Linked DNA regions of Mus musculus: region 1 is linked to region 2. Evidence: chromatin contacts called from public promoter capture Hi-C data. All regions are on one chromosome and are shown on one strand. The core of a region is the stretch at or near the end of the contact, and the rest is flanking DNA. Distances in the headings are between cores, read along the strand shown. Region 1 holds the start of Gp1ba (glycoprotein 1b, alpha polypeptide). Region 2 holds the start of Sat2 (spermidine/spermine N1-acetyl transferase 2).

Region 1 (5,223 bases), core at 2,148-4,647, 1.0 Mb after region 2:
AGGGACAGTGTAGGAGTCTCTGCAGCACTGGAGGTTGTGGAACAATATCTGGCTCAGTGGCTGGGCAGAGGCAATCTTCAGTGACTTGGTCTTGCACCATGGGCAGTTATGCTCACCAGACTGGTTCAACAGCATGTTTCTGGGCACTGTTCCTGGCCTCGTAATTCCATGTCTGGCTTTTCTACCAAGAAAGTCTTTTAAAACAACAACAACAACAACAACAAAAAAAAAAACACTCGGGAGGCAGAGACAGGTGGATCTCTGAGTTCGAGGCCAGCCTGGTCTACAAAGTGAGTTCCAGGACAGCCAGGGCTACACAGAGAAACCCTGTCTCGAAAAACGAAAAAAAAAAAAAAAAAAAAAAGAAAAAAAGAAAGTCTTTGAGGTAGCCAAAGTTTTCATTTGGGGGTTGAGGCAGATTCTTTTTAAAATTTTGTTTTAACCAAAAACAAAAAAAAAACAAAAACAAAAACAAACAAACAAAAAAACAAAAAAAAAAACACTATAAAAGTTGGACGTGGTGGCACACGCCTTTAATCCCAGCACTCGGGAGGCAGAGGAAGGAAGATTTCTGAGTTCGAGGCCAGCCTGGTCTACATAGTGAGTTCCAGGACAGCCAGGGCTACACAGAGAAACCCTGTCTCGAAAAACGAAGAAAAAAAAAAAAAGAAAGTCTTTGAGGTAGCCAAAGTTTTCATTTGGGGGTTGAGGCAGATTCTTTTTAAAATTTTGTTTTAACCAAAAACAAAACAAAAACAAAAACAAACAAACAAAAAAAACACTATAAAAGTTGGACGTGGTGGCACACGCCTTTAATCCCAGCACTCGGGAGGCAGAGGAAGGAAGATTTCTGAGTTCGAGGCCAGCCTGGTCTACATAGTGAGTTCCAGGATAGCCAGGGCTACACAGAGAAACCCTATCTCAAAAAACAACAACAACAAAAATTGTTTTATTTCTTGTAATCATATGAGTACACTGTTGCTGTCTTCAGCCACACCAGAAGGTAGCATTGGATCCTATGTCAGGTGGCTGTGAGCCACCATGTGGTTGCTGGGAATTGAACCCAAGTCCTCTCTAAGAGGAGCCAGTGCTCTTAACCACTGAGCCATTTCTCCAGCCCCGGAGGCAGAATCTTATGTAGTTCAGGCTGGCCTCAAACACATACAGCCCAAACTGACCTCATTTTAGCAATCCTCCTGCCTCAACCTCCTCACAGTTGCTGTAATTACAGGTATGAACCACCACATGCAGTGTTTTAAAGACAAGGTATTGCTCTTTTGCCCAGGCTGGAGTCAAACTCCCATCTCAGCCTACAAATTAACCAAGGCTACAGACATGTAGCTCACTGCCTGGCTCTAGCCATTGTTTGTTTGTTTGTTTGTTTAACAAAAGTGCTGGGATTAAAATGTGCAGCATTGCATCTGGCCTAGGTGATGTATCCCTTTCCTGTGGCTTTTATCTGAGACATGTAGCTCACTGCCTGGCTCTAGCCAATGTTTATTTGTTTGTTTGTTTAACAAAAGTGCTGGGATTAAAGATGTGCAGCATTGCATCTGGCCTAGGTGATGTATCCCTTTCCTGTGGCTTTTATCTGGAAACAGATAGCAACACAGTAGAGAAAACATCTTCAAAGGTTCACCATGATAGCTTCCACCTATGCAACCTTCTGCCTCATCTCCTGATACTTAGTTGTTCCATGTAGCAAATTATATAAGTAGCAAGTCTATGAATTAGCTGTATCTGGCTTGTGTCTACCCAATGTGCAGTCATCAGTAAGTAGGCTAAGGTATATGATACCCCTTCTGGGAAGGTAGGATCTTTAATCATTAGATGGGCCAGACAACTAACCAGGCTTGCAAAATCAAAATAGAGTTTCCAGAGGAATGAAGTTTGAGCTGGAACTTGCCAGATATGTAAGAGTTAGGAAGAAGAGAAGGAGTGAAATTCAGTATGAGAGAGAATGATCAGGAGAGAGCAAAGCATTGAACAATGGGGCTGAGCAGGTAGGTGGGCAAGTTTCAGATCCAGTAGGCCTCTGAAGACCCTGTTTAGGTACTTCAGATTGCCTTTTGAGAACTGTCAGGAGGCACTGGTGAGTTCTAGTAGTTGAAAGACTAGCAAATCTGCAGTTCTCCTAGGTGAAATAGAAGGGAAGTTAAAAAAATTTAGAAACCAACCAGAAGGCTACTGCAGCAAAGAAGATAGTGCCTTGGGCTGGGGAGTGGAAGATGGAAGGATTTCAAAGAGACCAGAGTTAAAATCAGGAGGATTTGATAGCAGGGTGTTAAGGTGGAAGGAGTATCAGGAAGTGTTTAAAAGGACCAGGTAACTGAGTAGCTGTGGACAACAGAGGAGGAGAAGCTATTTTTTTTTTTATGGGGCTTCTTTTTTGTTTGGTTTGCGGTCTCAGTATACAGCTCAGGATGGCCCCAAACTCATGATCTTCCTGCCTCTGCTTCCCATGGACTGGTGTTATAGACAGTCCTATACCTCAGGCCAGCAGATGAAGCTATTTGCATAATGAACTTGATTTTTAATATACTTGAGTTTTCGATGTTATTTTGTTGTTGTTGTCATTGTCGTCATTGTTATTATTGTTGTTTTAATGAGAAGGGTCTTCTTTTGTAGCTCAAGCTGGCTTCAAACTCATGGCCTTCCTGTCAGAACCTCTCAGTGATGTACACTGTTTCTATACTTGAAGAACATGTAAGAAGAGAACTCCAAGTGGCATCTAATGTTAAGTATGTAGGCCTCAGGAAACAGGATCTAGACTAGAGATAAAGACTTAAGTCTAGGGCAGAAGTGGTGATTAAATGCACAGCAAAGTATTTCCCAGGCACTTATGGGGTTATGATACAAAAACCTATGAAGCCTCTGGAAGCAGGTTTACTGCTCCAGAAAGCTAGAGGAAGCCACAGAGGAGTCTGAGAAGGACCAACCACACAGGCTAGAGAAAATGAGTGTCACTTGTCACATCCCCAGGAAGGAATAGTCCTGAGTATGGAGGCTACAAAAACAGTTTAGAGAATACCAGTCACGTGCCCAGGGGATGCAGACTAGAATGTCAGCAGTCCCCAGATTCGGGAGGGGCTCAGCTTAGGGTAGGAAGGTGGCATGGAGTGTAAGGAAGCATGACATCTCTAAGAACTGCTATGGAGAAGAGAGGCAGCACTCAAAGGAGCTTTTGAATGCTGGTGGCTAGTAGCTGCAAAGTCTCTAGATCTCTCCGGGGTGGAAGGAAAGTGAGAATGTAAAACCAAAAGGAGGGCTTTGGGGAATGCTGTGCAGAGAGCTGATAAGAGCCTTTGCCCGCAAGGGAGACTGTTCCCTGGGTCACAGGAGCTGATTATCAGGTTGTCATTTCCTCCCCAACTCTATCTCCTTCCTGCTCTTGGGCTGGCTCTCCTTGCAGCTAGTAGAGAGAAGGACCGAGTCATAGCCTGGAAGAAGCTCTGTTCCTCCAAAGGACTGTCTGTCTGACTGTAAGCTGGGGCTGGGACCAGAGGTGGAGAAGGTTCTAAGGAGGGAATAAGAACCAAGGGCTGGAGGCAGGGGTGGAAAAGGAGAGAAAAGTCTGGGAGGTGTGGAAGCTGTTTCTAGATGGGATCCTAAGAACTGCAGCAGTGAAGGGCTAAAAGCTGGGAAAATGATGTAATGGGTGGCATCCCTTTGCCCACAGGTTCATATGGCTCTCCTCATCTTGCTCTTCCTGCTGCCAAGTCCCTTGCATTCCCAGCACACTTGTAGTATCTCCAAAGTGACCAGCCTGCTGGAAGTAAACTGTGAGAACAAGAAGCTGACAGCACTGCCTGCAGACCTGCCAGCAGACACAGGCATCCTCCACCTGGGCGAGAACCAACTGGGTACCTTCTCCACAGCATCACTGGTGCATTTCACTCACCTCACTTATCTGTACCTGGATAGATGTGAGCTGACGAGCCTGCAGACCAATGGTAAACTGATAAAGCTGGAAAACCTGGACTTATCCCATAATAACCTGAAAAGCCTGCCCTCCCTAGGATGGGCATTGCCTGCACTCACTACTCTAGACGTCTCCTTCAACAAGTTGGGCTCACTGTCTCCTGGTGTCCTGGATGGCCTAAGCCAACTCCAAGAGCTCTACTTGCAGAACAATGATCTTAAGAGTCTGCCCCCCGGGCTCTTGTTGCCAACGACCAAGCTGAAGAAACTCAATCTGGCCAACAACAAATTGCGTGAGCTGCCCTCTGGGCTCCTAGATGGGCTGGAGGATCTTGATACCCTCTACCTTCAAAGGAACTGGCTTCGCACAATACCAAAGGGCTTCTTTGGGACCCTCCTCTTGCCTTTTGTTTTTCTCCACGCCAACAGCTGGTACTGTGATTGTGAAATCCTCTACTTCCGTCACTGGCTCCAGGAAAATGCCAACAATGTCTACTTATGGAAGCAGGGTGTGGATGTCAAGGACACAACTCCTAACGTGGCCAGTGTACGATGTGCCAACTTGGACAATGCGCCTGTCTACTCCTACCCAGGGAAGGGCTGCCCTACTAGTAGTGGTGACACAGACTATGATGACTATGATGATATCCCTGACGTCCCTGCCACAAGAACTGAGGTCAAGTTCTCTACTAACACTAAAGTTCATACTACCCACTGGAGCCTACTCGCCGCAGCACCTTCTACTTCTCAAGACAGCCAAATGATTTCTTTGCCTCCAACTCATAAACCCACTAAGAAACAATCTACATTCATCCACACACAGAGCCCAGGTTTCACCACACTCCCAGAGACCATGGAATCTAACCCAACCTTCTACAGTCTAAAACTCAATACTGTACTCATCCCCTCCCCAACCACCCTAGAGCCCACCTCCACCCAGGCTACCCCAGAGCCCAACATCCAACCAATGCTTACCACCTCCACCCTGACTACCCCAGAGCACAGCACCACCCCAGTGCCCACTACTACCATCCTGACAACCCCAGAGCACAGCACCATCCCAGTGCCCACTACTGCCATCCTGACTACCCCAAAGCCCAGCACCATCCCAGTGCCCACTACTGCCACCCTGACTACCCTAGAGCCCAGCACCACCCCAGTGCCCACTACTGCCACCTTAACTACCCCAGAGCCCAGCACCACCCTGGTACCCACTACTGCCACCCTGACTACCCCAGAGCACAGCACCACCCCAGTGCCCACTACTGCCACTCTGACTACCCCAGAGCACAGCACCACCCC
Region 2 (5,766 bases), core at 1,776-4,275:
TCTCCTTTACTCTCAGCACTTGAGGCAGAGAGAGCTCGGTGGGTTAGAGGCCGGCCAGCGCTACGTAGTCATTTCTAGGCAAATGAAGACTACATAGCCTCAAAAAAAAAAAACAAAAAAACAAAAAAAAAAAAAATGGTGAGACGGCTCAGTGGCAAAGGACACAGGCTGCTCTTACAGAGGACTTGGGGTTCAGTTCACATTATTCCTGTGATCGCTTATAACTCTAGTTCCAAGGAATCCAGCACCTTTTTTTTTTTTTTTTTTTTTTTGGCCTCTGTAGGTACCAGGTATGTAAGTGGTTCACAGATACATATGCAAACACCCATGCACATAAAATAAAATTTAAAAAGTTATAATTATATATTTAAAAAGGAAGTTATGCTGGGCATAGTGGCACTGGCATTTAATCCCAGCACTTAGGAGGCAGAAGCAGACACATCTCTGTGAGTTTGAGGTCAGCCTGGTCTATATAGGACAACCAAAGATACATAGTAAGACCCTGCCTTGAAAAAAAAAAGTTATAAAAGGAATCTAACACCCAACTCAGGTTGTCTGGAAGAGCAATGATTGCTTTCTTCTTTTATTTATTTATTTATTTATTTATTTATTTATTTATTTATTATATGTAAGTACACTGTAGCTGTCTTCAGACACTCCAGAAGAGGGCATCAGATCTTGTTACAGATGGCTGTGAGCCACCATGTGGTTGCTGGGATTTGAACTCTGGACCTTCGGAAGAACAGTTGAGTGCTCTTACCCACTGAGCCATCTCACCAGCCCCTGACTGCTTTCTTCTAACCACTGAACCATTTCTTAAGCCTAGAAATACACACATTAAAAAAAAAAAAAAGCATGGAGCTGGAGAGAGGGCTCAGTGGTTAAGAGCACTAGCTGCTCTTGCAGAGAACCCAGGTTCAATTCTCAGCTCACAACTGTCTATAACTCCACTTCCTGGGGACCCAACACCCACACACAGACAGATATGCAGGCAAAACACCAATACATATGTAAGATAGATAGATAGATGGATGGATGGATGGATGGATAGGTAGGTAGGTAGGTAGATAGATAGATAGATAGATAGATAGATAGATAGATAGATAGATAGATAGATAAAAATATAAAAGGCAGTTGGAGAGATGATTTAGAGAGGTGGCTCAGTAGTTGAGAGTGCTGGCTGCTCTTGCAGAGGACTTGGGATCAATTTCCGGAACCCACATAGCAACCCACAAGTACAGTTCTAGGGAATGGACATCCTCTCCTATCCCCTGAGGGATCCTGAGACAAACGTGGTGGACATATATACAGTGCAGGCACAAACACTCCATACCCACACACACAAAAACAAACAAACAAACAAACAAAAACAGATGTAGCGGGGTAGAGGTGGGGGGAGGGAATGTAATCAAAGCTACTGAGGCTCAGATCCAGAGTTCAAGACTTGGTTGGGGAAAGAACTCCAGAGTAGAGAGCTTGCTGTGCAAACAGGAAGCTGTAAGTTTGGATGGCCCACACCTACAATCCACCTGGACTGAGTGGCACACACCTTTGACCCTAGCGCTGGGGAAGATGGAGCAGTAGAGGGTACAGAGGCCAGCCTGCCTAGCAGGATTGACTGCTGAGCTCCAGGCTTCTTGGTGGAAGGCCTCTCTCTCTCTTTCTCTCTCTCTCTCTCTCTCTCTCTCTCTCTCTTTCTCAGAGTAACTGAAGAAGAGATTCAACCTAGACTTCTTGCTCCCCGAGAATTCGCATGCACCAGCAAGCACAACTGCACAGACAGCACACTCACTCACTGAAAATAAAATAAGAACTCAAGGCTGAGTGGGCGTGGTGCTCACACCGACAACCCAAACACTTGACACTGGAGAAGTTGTAAGAGATAAGAGGCTGCTTTGAGTTTGAGGAGAGCCTCAGCTGTATCATGAGTTTCAGGCCAGCATGGGTGTTAGAGTGAGACTCTTTGTCTCAAAAAAACAAAAACAAAAACAAAGCAAAAAAAGAGGTGGACACGGTGGCACAAGATTGTAGCCCCAGTTGCTACTGGAGAACAAAGGGGTATTGAGCCCAGAACATCAAAGGTTTGAGGCTAAGTCAGATATAGTGATATACATAATCCCAGCACTGGGGAGGTAGAGGCAGGAAAATCAGTAGTTCTAGATCATCCTTGGCTACACAGCAAATTTGAGCCTAGCCTGGGCTACATATCCAGGAAAATCTTCCACTCCCTGAAAACCCTATCAGGCCTGGCTTGGTGGCGCACGCCTTTAATCCTAGCACTTGGGAGGCAGAGGCAGGTGGATTTCTGAGTTCGAGGCCAGCCTCTCAAAAACAAAAAACAAACAAACAAAAAAACCACAAAACAACAACAACAACAACAAACCCTATCAGATATAAAGGAGAAAAAAGAATAAGGGACCTGCTGTTACTGTTAATTACAGGGATTTGTTAACAGAACCTAATGAGGAAACGTCAAAACACAACTGTCCCTTTGAGGACACCATTATGAGCCACAAAACAGCTATAGGAATCAAGTGTAGGGCTTTTTTCAGCATGTCCTGAGTACTGGATTTAATGCCTAGAACCAAAGAAGGGAAGGAGGAAAAGCTGCCAGAGGCATAGCACAGGGCTTCCACTACCAAAGACAGCTACAGGAACCGGTCGGGGGTCTTGGGCTCCCTCAGGGTCGGGGATGCCCCAGTGATTAGACGGCTAAGAGTGAAAACTAAAGCAGCTAACTGGAGTGTACTCTAACTAAAGCAGGGTAGGGGAGGACTTTTAAGCTTGAGGTATGTACGACACAGACTGGATAGCCAAGGCTACACAGAGAAACCCTGTCTCGAAAAACCAAAATAAATAAATAAAATACAAAATACAAAAAATAAACAAACAAACAGGAAGCTTAAGTAGTCCGGCGCAGAGTCCAGTCACTGGACAGCGAGGCGAGGCGGGACCAGGGGGTGGGGGTGGGGAAATGGTCGTAAGCAGCAAGCTGATTGGCTGCAGGGAGGCCCGGAGGGGGCTCAGAATTTAAGGCCTTTTCTGGCAGAAGAGACCACCAGGCCGGCTAATCCTCCCAGCTGAGACCGGTTGGTGCCAGAATCTTGTCTAGAAGCTTCTAGCATTTCTTCTGCCCCTCGCTCCCAGCACTTTGAGACCTGAGCTTTGAGACCAGACCTCCGCGGTTCTGCAAACGTGGGAGTTGTCTGTGATCTTTGATTTTTGACAGTGAGGCTCGGAATGGCTTCCACGCGAATCCGAGAGGCCAGGGAGAGCGATTGTGGAGACATTATGAGGATGATCCGGGTAAAGACTGCGGTTTGGAAAAACAGTGCGGGGTGGGGGTGGGGGGCTGGGAGCAGTTTGGCTGGAGTTGGGGAGTCAGAAATGAGGGTGCACCTTTGGACCCTGTTCTCAGAGATCAGGACCTTCCTGCCTTAATGTTGTTTTGGTACCCCTGTTATAGGAACTGGCAGAGTTCGAGAAACTGTCCCATCAGGTGAAGATCAGTGAAGAAGGTGGGTGAGGCTGTGCACCTGGGTCCTGATTGAGATGGGGGGCGGGTGATGGGGTGGAAGGATGGAGTCCTAAGATCGTAACTACTGGACTGGGCTTTACTCCAAGTTCCGGTTTTTCCCGGCCCATCTCTGCCTTTTTTGTCATACCTCCAATCTTTATAGCTCTGCGAGCAGATGGCTTTGGAGAGAACCCTTTCTTTCACTGTTTGGTGGCAGAGATTATCCCAGCACCTGGGGAGTCACAAGGTAAGGAAGCCTGCAGTTATCCTCCGTGTTTTTCCTCCCAAAAGCCTCACTCTTCTCTCTCATTTTCAGGGTCCCTTGTGGTGGGCTATGGGCTGTACTACTTCATCTATAGCACATGGACCGGACGAAACGTTTATCTGGAAGACATCTATGTGATGCCGCAATATCGGGGTACTGGCTGGGGCTAAGGATGGACAGAATGCCCACAGACCCAATGAACAGTCCTCAGACCTATCCCATTACCCCAACCTCAGATTATAGTTTCCTTTGATACCCTTTCAACTCAAATAATAGTCCTTCCTGTCCCTTTCTCCACTATAGGTCAAGGGATTGGTACCAAAATAATCAAAAAGGTGGCTGAGGTGAGCAAAGGGGTGGGGCTTACAAACTAGTTACCGCCCCCAAACGAAAGCCAGCCAGTCAGCCAAACCATCAATCAATCAATCAATCAATCAGTCACGTAAGTGGGAGTGTCGAGGTTGAATGAGGGGGATGAGAAAGATTTTTCTTTTTATTGTTTGTTGTTCAAGACAGGGTTTCTCTGTGTAGTCCTGATTGTCCTAGAACTTGCTCTGTAGACCAGGCTGGCCTCCAACTCAGAGGTCTGCCTGCCTCTGCAGGAATTAAAGGTGCTGGGATTAAAGGTGTGTGCCAGCCATTAGTTTTTGAGCCCTGTGCAGTAAGCGTATGTCTTCTACAGGTTGCCCTGAATAAGGGTTGCTCCCAGTTCCGCCTGGCAGTTCTGGATTGGAACAAGAAGGCCGTGAACTTGTACAAATTTCTAGGGGCTCAAGATCTGACTGAATCGGAAGGCTGGCTCTCCTTTCGATTTGAAGGCGAGGCAATGAGGGAGTTGGCAGGACGCTGACTTACGCCCTCTCTCTCCTGCCTCTTCTTTGGGATCACCATATCAAGTTTTCCTAAGACCATAACCATAGGCACTGACCCAGACAGACGCTCGCTCACCCAGAGGCCTCCCAGGGTGCAGACTCCTGAAGTACAGAAAGAGTGGAAGAGGGAGAAGCCTTATTAGGAACCACAAATAAAATACTTGCTTTGCCCTCATGGGTAGAGGATGTGATGCTGCAGCCATTTTGAAGCCCTTCTATTTGAACATTGTTCTGATGAGGGCTGGGACAGCCAAAGAGGCAGGGGTCATGGAGGCCTCAAGGACTCTGGGCACCCTAGTCTTGCCTCTAGCCTGTTAGAAAAAAAAAAAAAAAAAAAAAAAGAACAAGAGGGAATAAGCAATGGTATATCAAGCTTGTCATTCATCTTTGGAACCCAAAGATATTTTAGGACTAATGCGATAAAGGCCGCAGACTGTGCGCTGCCGTCAGCATTTCAAGGGACACTGGGAAGGAGCAATTGCCTCCCCTTGACTAATCAACCTCTACTAGGTAGGTATGATGCATGGTACTGGGGAGCCGGGAGTATAAAAACCTCCAGCTCAGGGGTTTGGGGGCCCACCAGGGAAAGTGAGACTTGTTTCATTAAAAAAAAAAATTAAAAAAAAACAAAACAAATCTTTAAAACACTGGGAATGAAGCTCAGGACCTCTGGAGGAGCAGTCTGCTTTTAACCACTGAGCCATCTTTCCAGTTCCCTCTTTCTTTCTTTTTTTTTGTTTGTTTGTTTGGTTGGTTGGTTTTGTTTGTTTGTTTGTTTTTTGGTTTTTTCGAGACAGGGTTTCTCTGTGTAGCCCTGACTGTTCTGGAACTCACTCTGAGGACCAGGCTGGCCTGGAACTCAGAAATCCGCCTGCTAGGCTGGTGAGATGGCTCAGTGGGTAAGAGCACCTGACTGCTCTTCCAAAGGTCCAGAGTTCAAATCCCAGCAACCACATGGTGGCTCACAACCATCCATAACAAGATCTGACTCCCTCTTCTGGTGTGTCTGAAGACAGCTACAGTGTACTTACATAAAATAATAAATAAATCTTTTAAAAAAAAATCCGCCTGCCTCTGCCTCCCAAGTGCTGGGATTAAAGGTGTGTACCACC

The links. Promoter capture Hi-C pulls out the DNA fragments that hold promoters and counts their contacts.
Region 1: a promoter capture Hi-C map of the HPC-7 cell line shows a contact between it and region 2. The contact joins the promoter of Gp1ba here to the promoter of Sat2 in region 2. A contact is called at or near these places in 3 of 39 promoter capture datasets (the HPC-7 cell line, cranial neural crest and liver).

The regions. Positions count from the first base shown.
Region 1 is chr11:70,635,725-70,640,947 of GRCm38.p6, forward strand. It overlaps Gp1ba (glycoprotein 1b, alpha polypeptide), which reads left to right and starts at 3,398. Exons shown (of 2, transcript NM_010326.3): 1 at 3,398-3,474; 2 at 3,680-5,223. The coding sequence starts at 3,686. It overlaps Gm12315 (a long non-coding RNA gene), which reads right to left and starts at 478. Exons shown (of 3, transcript XR_001780246.2): 1 at 1-478.
Region 2 is chr11:69,619,027-69,624,792 of GRCm38.p6, forward strand. Sat2 (spermidine/spermine N1-acetyl transferase 2) reads left to right here and starts at 3,026. Exons shown (of 6, transcript NM_026991.3): 1 at 3,026-3,306; 2 at 3,467-3,518; 3 at 3,681-3,764; 4 at 3,834-3,935; 5 at 4,086-4,126; 6 at 4,465-4,852. The coding sequence starts at 3,241. The coding sequence ends at 4,632.